Linked DNA regions of Pan troglodytes: region 1 is linked to region 2. Evidence: chromatin contacts called from public HiChIP or PLAC-seq data. All regions are on one chromosome and are shown on one strand. Each heading gives the region's core, a stretch centred on a gene start, on an enhancer-like site or on the middle of the called end of the contact. The rest is flanking DNA. Distances are from core to core; before and after follow the strand shown.

Region 1 (4,501 bases), core at 560-3,059, 270 kb before region 2:
CTGGGCATCTAGAACCAGGAGGATAAACTGTTGGCAAGTGAGAGTCACTGGGGGAACGGTCTATAGTAGTATCCTAATTGTGTATCTTTAGTTTATTGTGAGCATGTATGATGTCTGTTAATATTTTCCTCCAGTAGTAGAGAAAACGTGCTAAGGAAAAAAAAAATGAAGATGGAGAGAGTAGAAACAGCAAGTGAGAAGGCTTTCTGAAACATGTAAATGGAGTGGGAAGGACTCAATGGGCTCTCCCACCCCACCAAAAATATCCTTCTTTTACCTTATGGTTTTTATGATGATCAAAGTGAGATTTGCCTGTACTCCCACCATGAGGAGATGGCCCAGCATATTGATGGAAATCCTTCCAGACAAAATGGCTCTGGCATGCTCTGCAGACAGTACTATATTATACACCTTTCTTATGCCAGTGCAGAGATGAGCCCGATTTGAAGGGCTGCATGATGTTCTTTTGAATGTACGATTTATTTAACCTCTTCTGCACTGAGGAACGTTTAGGTGTTTTCCCATTTTTCACCACTACAATCAGTGTGCACGCATGTTTCCAGTTCTTAAATTTAGGATACGTTCTGGGAAGGGATTAATGAGACAGATTTTTACTTTTCATACATTGTGTCAAACTGCTTTCCAAAAAATACGGAAACAGTTGATCCTCCCACCAGCAGAGAAGACTCTCTTCACCCTTGCATGACTGGGAATAATTCTTCATTCTTGGAATTCTGTGGGTTAAAAAAGACGTTTCATTAAATATCTGTTCCTGTTTTTATATCTTCCCCGTTGGCCCCAAAGTGCTCCTTGCCTATTAGCCTAGTTGGCACCTTGTTACAGGTTGCACCTTTGGCTCTTAGTTTCTTAATTGTTCACTGCTTATAGCTTTTTTGTAAGCAAATCAGATTTCTGTAATACAGCCGTAAAGATAGAGATATATAGATCTGTATTTTTATTTACCTACAGTAAGTGTGGTGTGGAAGGAGAGGGAATTTGAACAAAGATCAGATAGGTTGTGGTTCCATGCTTGTGGAGTGGCCCTCTGTTGGTGGGGCTGGAAGTGCGTGGGTGCGGGGGCGGGGTGGGGTCCCTCTAAGCTGGCAGGGTTGGGGCAGGAACTTGTAGGGCACTCAGAGCAGCCTCTCCAGCTCCTTTTGCCCTGCCCGCAGCTCATGATGGAGCAGTCCAAGAAGTCCTCCCTCATGGTGGCCCGCAGTATTCTCAACAACAAGCTCATCAGCAAGAAGCTGGAGCGCTACCTGAAGGTGAGGCACTGGTCCAGGCCTGCCCTGTCCCCAGCTTAGTCCCCGCCTGTGCTCCCTCCCTTCAGTGTCCGCGCCCCTCCCCACAGGGCGAGAACCCTTTCACCGACAGCCCCGAGGAGGAGAAGGAGCAGGAGGAGGCTGAGGGCGGTGCCCTGGACGAGGGGGCGCCGGGCGAAGCGGCAGGGATCTCGGAGGGCGCAGAGGGCGTGCCGGCGCAGCCTCCCGTGCCCCCAGAGCCAGCCCCCGGGGCCGTGTCGCCGCCACCGCCGCCGCCCCCAGAGGAGGAGGAGGAGGGCGCCGTGCCCTTGCTGGGAGGGGCGCTGCAACGCCAGATCCGCGGCATCCCGGGCCTCGACGTGGAGGACGACGAGGAGGGCGGCGGGGGCGCCCCGTGACCCGAGCTCGGGGCGGGCGGGGCCCGCGTGGCCGAAGCTGGAAACCAAACCTAATAAAGTTTTCCCATCCTACCTCCGGGTTTCTCTGTTACTGTGCCGCGCGGGCGGGGCGGGGCGGGGGTGGGCGGAGGGGCGGGGTGCGCATGCGCGCGGGCCGGGCCGTCGGGCACGGCGGTGGGACCACAACTCCCATCAGGCCACGGAGCTGGATCTTAGCAGCCCGAAAGGCCAGCTGGGACGGCGAGGGCGGGCCCTCGTGAAGACCAGCCAATGGGGGCGCGCGGAAGTAGTGACGTGTGCGCCTGGTCTTCCAGTAGTCGATGGCGGAGGTGCGCTGAACGCATGCGTGCTGTGGTCGCCTAGTAAAAGGGGCTGCTGGTGGGCCGCGTCGAAGACATGGACCAGGGCTACGGAGGTTTGTGTTGGCTGCTGGGTGCGGAGCGGGGAGGGAAGGCTCTGTGCGGGCGGCGCAGCCGCTGCGCAGACTGCCGCGGGCCGGGCCTTCGTCCCGAGCGTGGTTGCCGCAGCTGGGCCCTCCGGAGAGGCGGCCAGGGCGCGCGCGCGCCGCTCATTGGGCTTTGGCGCCGTCGCTCCCGGGGCGCTGCGTGCGGATTGGCCGCCAGGCCCCGAGGAGGCGGGCGGGACTCGGGGTTGGGGCAGACGCCGCGGTGGGCTTCGTGGGGCCGTCTTGGACAGTGTGGGCCGTTTTTGCCCCTCACCTTCGGCGGAGTCCTTCCGGCCCCCAGCGACCCCGGGGTTTGCACTCCCGGCTTCCTCTTCCGAAGACGCCACAAAATGGCGGCGCTAGGGGGGCGGAGCTACAGCGTGGGGTTGTGAGGTCGGACCCGGGGAGCTGGGTCTGGGGCCGCGGGCGGACCGCGGGGGCCGCCTCTCTCCCGACCTGCCCTAGGCCCGCGGGGCCGTGTAGGGTCTCCGCTGGGCTCACGTGGCCCAGGGCGCCTGTCCCGGAAGCCGTCGGGCTGCGCGGGGTCGGGCCTTTAGTCCCCGGTGCAGCGCGTTGGGGCCGAGTGCTGCCGGCGCGAGAGTCGGCCTCGCCGGGCTCCAGCTCTGTACCCGGCGCGTGCTGGCTTGGGACAGGATGGTGAGGGGCAGATGCTGAGTGTTCGTACAAAGCTGGAAACCTGATGTGCCCTGGGGCTGGTGACATTGGCAGTTCTCCTTTAGGCAGTCTGTTGTGGTGGCCTGGAGGGGCCGAGGAGCTGTGCAGGAGGGAACGTGTCCTTTCCCCACTAGGATTTAGCGCTTGGCCTGCAGTAGGGCCGATCTTCTCGAGCTGCCTGCTCCCTGCTTCTGGAATCAGAGCCTTCTGGGAGCAAAGTTTGCCCACAGGGGATAGTTGGGACATGCTGGGTGGAGCTCGACTGGTTGTAGAGAAGCTAGTGGTCTGATCCTGGCTGCAGGAGCTCGAGAAGTTGTCGATCTTGAGAAGTGGCAGGGCAAAAGTAGCCCAGCACCAGAAATTGCAGAGAGGTTTCGGTCCTGAGGCGGCAGTGTGCGCGGTGTGCTTTGGTGTCTTCCGGGTCCTAGCGAAGGCTCAGCCTGGCTCTCCTGGTCTTCCGCAGCCTGGGTAGATTTCACCATTCTTTCCCTTCTTTCCCATCAGATCTTTTCTGCAGGTATTGTATTCCTCCTTTTCATTCTTAGTTTGGAGAGGTTTTTTTTTTTTACCCCCTCTTCCTACCTGCCGAAAACCTTTCAGACACAGTGGAGATAGTTAAGCTTCCCTGATTTCTTGTGCTTCCGGGAGCGTTTTAAGGTTAATAGTGCGTGCCACTTACACTAGAGCTTCACAGAGAAGCAGTCTCTCGAGGTTGGTTACTTGCTGTTAGAATCTGCAGTCTGCCTTTCTGCTGCACGGATGCGAATTTAGAAGGTTTTGCGGTATGACGGAGGGGAAGGCGTAGCATAGCAAGAGGGCAAAACTCAGCAGTATGACTGGGTCAAGTCTCGTAACCCATGAGCCTAGCTCCCTTGTCTCTGAATGGCATTCCGGACAACAGGGTTTGCTGGGTGCTTGCGGTGTATCGGCACGCACTAGGCACTTAGCCAGGGGCGGGGGGGTTGTTCTGGTGAGGGAGACATGGATATGTTCCTGCCTCATCAAAGTGAAGTCATTTAACAGGCATGATGGCCACCCACGCGCAGCTCAGTGCTGGGCCCCAGGGACACAGAAATAAAGAGAACACAGTTCCCATTCTCCTTCCTGGAGGGACCAGACAGATGCCATAGTGGGCGGGGTGTGTGGAGGGGTGAAGAGTGCTGTCTGATGCCTTAGGGCCAGGCGAAGGCTCTGGGACTTAAAGGTCCAGGGGATCCGTGGAGGCCTTAAAAGTGGCAGGAAGGGCCGGGCGCGGTGACTCACGCCTGTAATCCCAGCACTTTGGGAGGCAGAGGCTGGCGGATCACGAGGTCAGGAGATCGAGACCATCCTGGCTGACACGGTGAAACCCCGTCTCTACTAAAAACACAAAAAATTAGGCGGGCGTGGTGGCAGGCGCCTGTAGTCCCAGCTACTCGGGAGACTGAGGCAGGAGAATGGCGTGAACCCAGGAGGCGGAGCTTGCAGTGAGCCGAGATCGCGGCACTGCGCTCTAACCTGGGCAACAGAGCAAGACCCCGCCTCAAAAAAAAAAAAGTGGCAGGAAGTGCAGCTTAGAAAGATGCAATTTATGTCACTAAATTCCCATGCTTGTTTTCAGTTACGAAGTACTTGTGATGGCACTCTGAACTGGTTTCCTAGCTGTGTGGTGGGTGGGGGAACGTGTCCTCATGCTGAGTGGATTGTCTTGTGTTAGCCTCAGTTGTGGATGAAATCTT
Region 2 (4,278 bases), core at 654-3,153:
AAAGAGGTGTCCTCAGCTGGCTTGGCCCCACCCAGCACCCATCGGCGGCTACTGGGCTCCAGGCTTTGCAGGTAGGCTCCCCGTGCAGGGCTCCTTGATGCCTCGGGGCTGGAGGGCCCCTCTGCTCCGGCCTGGGACCCTTCGGGAGCCTGGGGCTCTGGCTCTGGAGGGCTGGGCTCTGGGCGCTGGGCTGGGCGGCCTGGCGGAGAGCAAGGGGAGTGAGACCCACCCAGCCCCTCACTGCCTGCAGAGCAGCCCTGTGCAATTGATCAGTGGGTGGGATGCTGTGTACGGCCCTGGCCGGCCCCTGATAAGTCATGGTTCCTTGGATCCTGCTGTTTTGTTTGGAATAGGCAGCCACAGGCTAGTGATCTCGGTTATCAGCTTAGAGCACCCCCTACTCAGTCCCTGGCATCCCAAAAGGGGACTCCATCCCTGCAGCCTCAGGGTTCTAAGTCAGGCTTCCTGGGGCCCGTAGGTACTGCGTTCCAGTCTCCACTTCCTCTCCCCTCTCAATAACCGTGGCATGGAGCTTTGCACCTGTGTGGCCTTGGGCAAGTCGCTTCCCTCTCTGAGGCTCAGTATCCTCCTGTGAAATGGGGGGATGTGATTTCCATGTCCAGGGAGGCTTCCAGGAGCCTTTTGGAAAAGTATACAGCCCACAGCAGGCACTACGTGCTCAGGAGTGAGGAGCTGGGTTCTCTATTCCCTGCAGCACAGTCACTCCCAGTCCCCTGCCCCTTTTACCCTCCCTCCTGTCTTCCAAACTCTGTCGCCATCCTGGGATGGGCCCTTGTCCCTCAGCCCAGGCCAGACCCCCCACGCTCAATGCCTTGGGACTTCCCCTTCCCTCCCTCCTCTCCTGTCTCTCATGTCCTGGGCTGTTTCCTGTGTGTGTTTGTGTTTGGGCATCTCTGTCCCTTCTCCCTTCCCTGGGAACATTGGGAATCTTTGGGAAGGCCTGGGGGGAAGGGGTACGTCCATGGAATGGTCTGGTCTTCCTCCTTTAACTCCTTCCTTCCTGGGTCCCCCTATCCCACGCAGCTGTTTCTCTAAGGTTTTTACTTGCTACCCTGCTGAACTCCTCCTCTGGCCACCTCCGATGTCCACCCTCTAGGGTCTCTGTTTGTAGCATAGTCCAAAGAGCTGTTTAAGTCACTGGCCCTGGGCACATGACCCAATTGCTCCGTGCCTCAGTTTCCCCATCTGTATAAAAGGGACAGTTTCCTGGGGCTAAGGCAGGCGCAGTTGCCGTCACTGTTAGTAGGTGGGAGGCGGAGGGGGCAGCTACTCTGATTGACGGGCCGCCCCTCTCTTTCCTTTGCAGGAGTACGCCTCCCATCTCCCATCCTGCGCCTCCAGGGCTCCCGATGCCCCTTGCCCAGCCCGACTGGGCCCCAGTGTCCCGGCCTCCCAGCCCCTCCTCCCCTCCACCCTCCAGGCCCTCAGTCGCGGCCCCATTTCCTGTCGTGGGCGAGGCCCCCTCCCGGGCCTCCCAAGGAGCCCGCAGCGCTGGCATCCCCGGCCAGCTGCACATAACGGTCCGCGCCCCCCTCCCTCCCAGCCCCTTCCTTCCAGGACCCCTACCCTCCCCTGGCTGGAGGCACCCCAGTCTGCAGCGGGGTGCGGGGGGCTCCCCCTGATCCCCCCTACCGTCTGTCCTCGGGGCCCTGGGACCCCGCTCCCAGGCCGGGTGGGGCTTGGCGCCCCCTCTTCCCCACCGATCTCCGCTTACCGCGCTCCTTGGCGTCCGACTTTTTCCGGGGAAGTTTCTCCCGGCCCCGCAGGCGGGAGAAGGTTTTCCTGAGTAGCGGCTCGGCCATGCTGCGGCCCGGGCCGGGCCGAGCCGAGTGCGCGCCCCGGGCTCCGGCCGCGCCGCCCCGCGCCCTCCCCGCCCCGCCCGGGCCTCCCCGCCCGCCCCCCGCCCCGCGCCAGCAGGAAGCACATTCCGGGAATGCTTGGCCCAAACTTTTTTTTTTTTTTTTCCCCTTTCCCGCGGCCCGAGCGGGCGATGCTGGGAGATGTAGTTGCCTGGGGCCGGGAGGGGTTGGAATGGGGGCTCCGGGTGCCCGGATCCGCTCCAGCTTCGATGGGACGCGACGATCGTGGCGCAGGCCCGATCCCTTGTCTTCCACCTCACCCACCCTCCCTGGATGGGACTCTGGGTGATGGCATCCAGGAAGTTCTCTTGGGTCTGTCTCCAAATCGCAGCCTCCACGTATCCCCTCTCTCCTTGCCAGGTACTGCTTCAACCTGGTGCAAGCCGTAGTGTCATTCGTTTCAATGACCGTCCCCACTACCCACCCCACCCCAAGCTTCTTCCTTGGTCTCCCCATGCCACTCTTTCCCCACTCAATTCTCTCACCTCCAAATTCCAATTACTACTGCTGTTTGACAAACCATCCCCAAACGTAATGATGTAAAACAACCATGTCGTGATTGTGAAAGGAAAATAAATCTTGAGACCTCCAAATCACTGAGCCAAAAGGAAGAAGTCAAACTGGTAACTGTGTAGGACAAACCTGCCTCCCATTCTATTCCTAAGTAAGATAGCTACAAGGTTAAAAAAGCTAGCTGGGCGCGGTGGCTCACTCCTGTAATCCTAGCACTTTGGGAGGCTGAGGCGATGGATCACTTGAGGTCAGGAGTTCGAAACCAGGCTGGCCAACATGGTGAAACTCCATCTCTACTAAAAATATGAAAAAGAAAAAAAAAATTGGCCAGGCATGGTGGGTGGGCACTGGTAATCCCAGCTATTTGGGAGGCTGAGGCAGGAAAATTGCTTGAACACGGGAGGTGGAGGTTGCAGTGAATCAAAATTGTGCCACTGCACTCTAGCCTGGTCATCAGAGCAAGATGCCATCTAAAAAAAAAAAGAAGAAAAGAAAAGAAAAAAAAAAGCTACATACCTCCCCCACAATTTGCCTACAAGGAAATTCCTTATGGATGAAGGACAGGCAGAACTCAAAATTGTCCCTCTGCTCACATGAGACAAACACATATCTGATCGCTTCCTTACCTATTTGTTTCACTAAGCCAGACTAAGGCATAAGTGACTATCTCTGTAAATTGCATATTCAGAAAGGCTAGTCAGAAACTCGAAAGAATGCAATTGTTTCTCTCCTATCTACCTATAACCTGGAAGCCTTCTCCCTACTTTTGAGTTGTCCTGCCTTCCCAGACCAAACCCATGTGCATCTTACATATATTGATTGCTGTCTCATGTCTCCCTAAAATATATAAAACTAGACCAAGCTGGAGTGCAGTGGTACCACCACAGCTCACTGCAGTCTCAACCTCTTGGGCTCAAGTGATGCTCCTGCCTCAGCCTCCCGAGCAAGTGGGACTACAGGCATGTGTCACCATACCTGGCTAATTTCCCTACTTTTTGTAGAGATAGAGTCTCATCATGTTGCCCAGACTGGTCTCAAACTCCTGGGCTCGGCTGGGTGCGGTGGCTCACGCCTCTAATCCCAGCACTGTGGGAGGCCAAGGCGGGCGGATCACCTGAGGTTGGGAGTTCGAGACCAGCCTGACCAGCATGGGGAAACCCCTTCTCTACTAAAAACACAAAATTAGCTGGGGGTGGTGGTGCATGCCTATAATCCCAGCTACTCGGGAGGCTGAGGCAGGAGAATCTCTTGAACCCGGGAGGCGGAGGTTGCAGGGAGCCAATATTGTGTCATTGCATTCCAGCCTGGGCAATAAGAGTGAAATTCCGTCTCAAAAAAACAAAAAAACAAAACAAAACAAAACAAAAAACCCTCCTGGTCTCAAGTGATCTGCCCGCCTTGGCCTACCAAGTAGCTAGGATTACAGACGTGAATCAAGGTAGTGGCCCTGACTACCCTAGTTTATGTTGTCAGGAGCTTCTAAGTCTGTGTCACAGGCATGTCCTTAACCTTGGCAAAATAAGCTTTCTAAATTTATTGAGACTTATCTGAGATACCTTTTGGTTTACATGATGCTCACAGATGCTGTGGTTCAGTTTGGACAGGGGAGACTTAGGCTAGGGGGTGACTAAAAAATGGCAGGGTCCTGAATCATCTGGAGGTGTCTTCACTCAGAGGTCTTGCAATTGATGTCAGCTGTTGCTGGGGCTGTGGACCAGGGTAGCTACACAGGCCTCTCCGTGTGGTTCGGGTTTCCTTCCAGCATGGTGGTCTTGGGGTAGTCAGGCTTCTTAGACAGCCACCCAGCCCTCTAAAAGTGAACAAGGAAGAAGTTGCATCTCTTCTGACCCAGCCTTGAGTGTCATGCTGTGTCACTTCTGCCACC

What was found. HiChIP or PLAC-seq counts read pairs in DNA pulled down with a chosen protein or histone mark.
Region 1: a contact with region 2 is called in an H3K4me3 HiChIP or PLAC-seq map of stem cell-derived excitatory neurons, with 2.8 times the contacts expected there. The contact joins the promoter of AKAP8 here to the promoter of SYDE1 in region 2. A contact is called at or near these places in 1 of 7 Hi-C or Micro-C datasets (stem cell-derived neural progenitor cells) and 1 of 1 datasets of contacts at active chromatin or transcription factors (stem cell-derived excitatory neurons).

Annotation. Positions count from the first base shown.
Region 1 is chr20:18,069,978-18,074,478 of NHGRI_mPanTro3-v2.0_pri, reverse strand. It overlaps AKAP8 (A-kinase anchoring protein 8), which reads left to right and starts at 1,809. Exons shown (of 14, transcript XM_016935347.3): 1 at 1,809-2,078. The coding sequence starts at 2,060. It overlaps AKAP8L (A-kinase anchoring protein 8 like), which reads left to right. Exons shown (of 14, transcript XR_010153740.1): 13 at 1-1,268; 14 at 1,355-1,735.
Region 2 is chr20:17,797,318-17,801,595 of NHGRI_mPanTro3-v2.0_pri, reverse strand. It overlaps SYDE1 (synapse defective Rho GTPase homolog 1), which reads right to left and starts at 1,903. Exons shown (of 8, transcript XM_003316162.6): 1 at 1,736-1,903; 2 at 1-199. The coding sequence starts at 1,823.